2 separate regions of the Bombyx mori genome follow, and region 1 is linked to region 2. A link is a contact called in public Hi-C data. All regions are on one chromosome and are shown on one strand. Each heading gives the region's core, a stretch centred on a gene start, on an enhancer-like site or on the middle of the called end of the contact. The rest is flanking DNA. Distances are from core to core; before and after follow the strand shown.

Region 1 (3,549 bases), core at 733-3,232, 47 kb before region 2:
GAATTTTTATTGTATTGAACACAACACCAGGTACTAGCTAATCTTAGATTGGAAGATTAGACCTTAATTTAAAAAATTATGGCTACACGTATTTAAAATACACAATAATGCAGAATCACGTGGATGTTTCTTATTTCAGATAAACTTTTAGCTTTACGAAGCAAAATCTATTTAACAGAAACAAGCACGCAATTCCAGTGCATTTTTCTTGTTTTATTTGAGAAATACGAGTAAAGTTTACAGTTGCAAATGCAATCATAGTGCGTCCTTTGTTGAATTAGTGTATGTCATTTAGACATATTGATTTCGAAGTATAGTTAGTTATATAGAACGTGTTAAGTAGAAATATTCAAGTAATAGAGTAAAACTATTTCATGTGATGTGTTGCAAAATTGGCGCCCTGTAAAAATGTGTTAAATACAAATTCTTGCCATTATATCTACAAGGGATCCCGTGTAAAATACTATAAACAATAGAAATATACAAAAGCTTCTATTTGATTCACATTATTTTGCATTTGCATTTTAATAACAATGCTTAAAACAATGCAATCCAAAACTATATCTAACGTTCGCCAAACTTCACATTACAATTTTAATTATCTCAGCCTTTTCGAATAGGAGAATCATAATAACTTGGAAATATACAATAGTATACAAATAAACTTGGTGAAAAATCTTACCAGCACATTGACAGGCATTTAAGTATAATTTCAGTTTATCAACACTTCGTAACACAAATCTCATCTGAAAAATGTAGATCTGAATCATTTGTGATTTTTGTGGATAAACTTTGCATCCGTAAAAATAGTCAATATGCCGATAAATGTCCCTATAATAATAGTATTTAGTAGTCTGCTAGTGCCCGAAGGCTCTGGAGCATTTAACATACATGACTACTCATCCACTATGTGAAGCACCATTTGTTCTAGCGTAGGGATAATGTACACTTTCCTCGATTTATGTATAATAATTAATATTAGAATTAAGTCGATGCATATGTCATGCGCTTACAATCCGATTATTAATTAGGAACAACAATTTAAATACTATCGAAAGTTTTATGAAATAACCTAAAACATTATAAACGTGCTTTTGGCACTTAACACTAATTTTGATTTTCTTTTGAAATGTTTTTTTTATGATTGCGAAGACACGAGAGCAACGTTTTAGGAAGTCTAATTGGATTAAATTGTGCGGCTCTTCCGTTCTTTGGTGAATAAATGTTTTTGTACACAAATTAATGATGACCCAGGAGATAAATCGGTAAATTTAAACAAGCCCCTGACAGATACTACTTGTTTTCCAACATGGTTACAAGCATGGGCCCAATATATATATATTTCAATACAAATGTTGTACATAGAAAAAAAAGATGTCACTAAAATATTTACAATAGACATTTGATTATAAAAAAAAACATATAAAATTGAGCATTAAGTAGAATTAAACAAAAGGCTGCCGATACATCGACCATATTTTAAAATGTTTTACACAAAGACATAGTATCTACATTCTAAAATTATACACTCTGTCCTTAAATGGGATCAACCTTTTTACAAGTACTTAGTACTTTAATCGCATCGCGCTTACTACTAGCAACTATACAAATTTACAACTTACAGTTCATTTCATAATCTCATAGCCATTGGAAAACCGAGTGAAAATACCCGACTAATGTTTCACACAATACTTATGTTTGATCACACTGGAATCACACACTGCGGCGGGGAATCACATATCCGACGCTAGATTTGGCGGCGGCGATCCTGTTTCCAAGCTCAGGTGCATTCTATGATGAGTGGCTGGCTGGATTCTATAACGCTAGGCCTGGGCTCGGTTCCGGCTGAATTATAATGCGGCTGCTGTTGATCATGATCAGGGGGTGGTGGAGGTGCTAAGGGACGGTATTGAGTTCCGTGGGCTGGCGACAATTGTCCGTGTCCTGACGCTAAGTGCGGTCTGGTAGTGTGCGCGTGCCCTCCCAGCATGGCTTCACTGTGTGACATTGCGACACGCGCCCCACCGGCTCCCACCAGCCCTCCTTGTGATGGAGAGTGCACCTCGTAAGCATCGTGCCCCTCTCTTTCGTGACAGTCTTTGTCGACGTTACCTGTAAAGTGCACGCGAAAATGAAATCGGCCGCGTTTAGCGAGAGCGCAAGTGAAAGTTCACCTACGAAGAGAAAGTGCAACGCGCTGCAGTCGATCTCGCGACTGCTCGTGTATAAATCATTTTTTACATTTTAATTACTGAATATAAAAAGAAACTATGAATTATTTGTTTTTCAAGTGATAGACCAGAGAATTAATGCAATGTGTAACTTACCGATGCATTCAGTGTTAGCTGCGTTTGTGATGGCCAATACTTCTTCAATATTATTTGGTTTACAGCTCGTTGTTTTCCAATGTGTTCGCAAACCAGATGCGCTTATATATTTTTTGTCACAACCTTGGCAGACGTACGGACGATCGTTAGTGTGAAGTCTTTTGTGTAGTTTCAAATGAACGAATTGTGTAAACTTTTGCATACATAAATCACAAGCATAAGGTTTTTGTCCTGAATGGAGACGTAAATGTGTTTTTAAATTCGATGTAGAAGAAAAACGTTTCTTGCAAATATCACATTGATGTGGCTTTTCTCCAGTATGCACTAAGTGATGTTTTTGTAAATGAGCTAGTTGAGTAAACGATTTATTACATACATTGCATTTGAACGGTCTTTCTCCGGAATGTGTCCTTAAATGGACTTTGAGATTCGACAATTGACCAAAAGTCTTACAACAAACGTTACATTCATAATGCATTTTTCCGTCCTTCTTTTTTAGAGGATAAGGTAAGCTCCTGTACCCCCGAGACGCTTGAGAATTAGGACTAATCGGTGACATCATGAGTCCACAGCTACCATCGGGACTCACGCTCCCATGCGGCGGAAGTACTTGTCCTCCGACATTTCCATTTTGAATCAAACTTAATTGTGAGCAATTCTTAAGTGTAATGACACTTGTTGATGATGACGGATAGTGATGATTACTCTGTCCATTTTGTGATCTATCGTACTGATGTGTTGACGTGACCGTAGGTGAATACGTATTCGGCGGTGATCCTAGCTGAGTTATGATAGTCGAATTCGGCGGGGAATACAAATTGTAAGAATAATTGGGATAATGACTCTCGTAACGAGTTTCCCGAATTTCTCTGATTTCTCTGATTTCACGTATTTCCGTTGTGTGGGGTATCGAGTGAGGCGGTGATGCAGAGTAAACTGGAACAGCATTTGGAGTAGGTAATTGTTGAGGCAGTGGCAGTAAGGATGGCAAGGGCGTTAAATTAGAGCTTGAGTCGGGACTGCATGCGTTACCATATCTTTGGCTTTTCTTGTATGAGTAGGCCATTTCCGTTGGCGAAGAAGGTGGCGGGGTTGCATTGGGTTGACGACGAGTGGGGTCATTGTTATTGGTGTCTATTCTGTTTCCTGTGAGTATAGTTTCTAGAATACGTGTATCAGGGGGCGAATACCTCATAAAAGCTGGTTGTGGAGAAGGAGAAAG
Region 2 (3,230 bases), core at 429-2,928:
CAAAAACTTTGTATCCCTTTTTACGAAAATTGCGCGGACAGAGGAGTATGAAATTTTCCACACTTATAGAGAATATAGAGAAGAAGTGCAGAATGCTAATATTTTTTTAAAATAATGCATTAAAGATACATTAAATCAATAAAAAAAAACATTAAACATACTACAATGTATTTGACACACACACGCATGCATACAATTTATTTATTGTCAACCTTTTGTTCTTGACGTCTGTGGTCAAATTGAGAATAGATTAAATATTGTTAGTCCTTATTAATATTTTTCTATAGTGTAGTCTTGGCGTTGAGAATACAATCATAATAGTGTACAAACTTACAATTCCAATTAATTATAGTCGAATTTCGACTACTGCGGGACCTCTAGTAGTATTTAATAGCTGATTTTGACCGTGTGAACCTATTTGTGACTAAATGATTATGACGTCAAAAAACACATAGGCTTATTAAATTCAAAATCCGTTTTCTTAGAAATGTTGTTTTAGCAAAATTCCTATTCATGTAATTGTATTGCAAGAGCTACTTGTTGGTAAATACAAACAAAGTACGTGGACATTTAGCGGCACAGTTTTTCAAATTTAAATTGATTACGGTTCGAAGTGAAACGGCTAGTCATAAATCTTCTGAACGCATTGTTTGAGGGTCCGTTCGTTCTCGGAAGGTACTTACTATAGATCCCGGTTTACAACGTCAACTGTTACAAATAGCGGACTCAGCGTGACAGGAAAAGTGCATTTTAGTTTAAAAAGTGCAGCATCGTCGTGACGTCACAAAGCAACGTAACACAACGTCGCCGGCTCCCGTTATCTACACAAAGGACCAGTAAACAAGAGCCTCGTTTCGACCACAAAGTAGCTGCCCAATATGCATTGTTTTGGTTTTAGCACTATAAATCAATAGTCAGTTTTGTAAGCGACTGAATGAATGAACAACAAATTAACGAATAAAGTTATAAAAGGTTATATGAACAATAACGGAAATCTATCAAAAGTACTTGTCCTTGATACGTACATTTCTTAAATAAATAATTGTTTTTTATATAATTTTATTTCACGATTTGTGATTTCGTTGTGTCTATGGTTACGCTAGGCTTTTATTTTAACATTAAGTGGACCGTAAGATTGTCTTTCTATCTTAGCAACTTAAAATATAAATTAATAATAATTTTAATAATAATATATTTAATAAATTAAGTTAAAGCAACCCGGCTCTAAATTAAATAACCATACATTAATGCAATTTAAATCTCTATCTTATCATTATCTTGGCTTGGCTTGGCTTGATAATATATATGTATTTGTTTGATAAACTTCAGAAATCATACAAAATAATACTAATATATTATTATGTTTTATTTATCTATTGATATAACATTAATATAATAAACAAAAAAAAGTTATCAGAGAAGAAATAAGTACTGTGCTATTTTATCTTTGGGCAGTTTTATCTTTCTCTATTTGTATGATTCGCAGCGTTACACATCGCTTATACATAAAGTTTATATTGACGCCAAAACTTCACATGTAATTTAATTGGAATAGAAGCACAGACCCGAAAAAGTGAAGCGTCATTAACAGAGACCGAATGCCTTAAACGGGCCGAGGTTAAAAAAAACACAAAAAAAGAAACTTAAAGTCCCGTTACATTCCCGGTTCCCTGCGGCGTGACTATGAATGTACTGACAACTAGGATAGATGTTTCGTTTCGACAAACATACCATTGCTATGTATATTACTTCGAGTCGCCGTCTCCTTAATCTCTTCAAGTAATGATATGATTTTTCACTTTTGTACCCATAGACACAGACAGCCCACTGAGTTTCTCGCCGGATCTTCTCAGTGGGTCGCGTTTCCGATCCGGTGGTAGATTCTGCGAAGCACTGGTCTTGCTAGGGTCAGTGCTACCATCACTCCGGTTTGAGCCCCGTGAGCTCACCCACTAGTTAAGGTTACGCTGAATTAGCCTCTCAAGGCTATCAGCTTAGGTAAGAAAAAAAAACACTTTTGTATCATTTCTATTGATTTGCGTCAATTTCAGTTAAGTTTTTTTAATGTTTTAATTCACATTTTGAACCTAAAATAATTAAATGTTCAAAATATTGAAGTTTTGTTCATTTGTACTCAAATTAAACAATATTAAATTAGAGTATATTTTGAGCTCACATGGGTAGGCACCACCACTCGACTCATTTTTTATGTTTTGTATAAAAATTGTTTTGGGATATTAGAAAAAATTCTAATCTAAATCAGATTGGTTTAAATTGCATTGATTCAAACATCAGTTTAACGTTCAATTGAGTGAAACTTGAAATGTAATAAACACGTTAAATTACAATTACATGTTATAATTAGTTAATTGGTTAAGAAATCAAAGAGCATTAATAAAGGTAAAAGGAAGATGTGTTTACTCACGCATACGGTACCATACCCTATGAGTGATACAGTTTAGTTACAGCTTTTGCAGGATAGCCGTCGGAGCTTCACAGTTTGTGAGAAATGTAATTCTTCACGTTGACTTGGTGTTAGAACCGATCATCAAGTATCTGAATACAGCGTCAGAACGCTTCTTCGAGAAAGCGGCGCGGCACAATAACCCTCTTAACGTAACCGTCGCAAGTTAAATTCCTCCGGTCACCGTCTTCATCGAACCCATCGCTTGCGACGAAGGGCTCGACGAGCGAATTAACCCATAGACACAGCCACTGAGTTTCTCGCCGAATCTTCTCAGTGGGTCGCGTTTCCGATCCGGTGGTAGATTCTGCGAAGCACTGTTCTTGCTAGGGTCAGTGTTAGCAACACTCCGGCTTGAGCCCCGTGAGCTCACCTACACACGTTAGGGCGAAGTGCCTCTCAAGTAGCCTCTCAAGGCTATCAGCATAGGTAGGAGAAAAAAAAAATTAAATTCCCGATCCAGACGACGGGGCAACTGCTCACCCTAGACATGTCCTTTCTAGGTAGATTCAACGAAGGTTTGTTCTTGCTGGGGCAAATGTTAGCTACTCTTTCAGGCTGAGTTTTGTGAGCTCACCCATCGGTCAACGTAACGCCATTATAGCATCTTGAGGCTACTGGCAGATAGGAAGGCAAAGGAGGTAGAGGGCTATTTACATAACCAAAACTAAAATCATCATCGAAATATCTCCTGAACAATAAAACAATATAGGCCCGAACTATATATAACCTTAACGATTTCAATAACACAATTTTGATTGTTATT

What was found. A called contact is a pair of places that touch in the nucleus more often than the background predicts.
Region 1: a contact with region 2 is called in a Hi-C map of whole pupa, with 2.2 times the contacts expected there. The contact joins two enhancer-like sites. A contact is called at or near these places in 3 of 7 Hi-C or Micro-C datasets (midgut and whole pupa).

Annotation. Positions count from the first base shown.
Region 1 is chr22:8,847,159-8,850,707 of ASM3026992v2, reverse strand. LOC101746019 (PR domain zinc finger protein 1) reads right to left here. Exons shown (of 8, transcript XM_062674951.1): 7 at 2,328-3,549; 8 at 1-2,112. The coding sequence ends at 1,781. Among protein-coding and RNA genes, the nearest start is that of LOC101739195, 11 kb to the left of the region's middle. Within about 2 kb of position 1,982, at least 4 of the 8 cell types and tissues checked have open chromatin away from gene starts, as enhancers often do.
Region 2 is chr22:8,799,914-8,803,143 of ASM3026992v2, reverse strand. No RefSeq gene overlaps it. Among protein-coding and RNA genes, the nearest start is that of LOC105842411, 15 kb to the left of the region's middle. Within about 2 kb of position 1,678, at least 1 of the 8 cell types and tissues checked has open chromatin away from gene starts, as enhancers often do.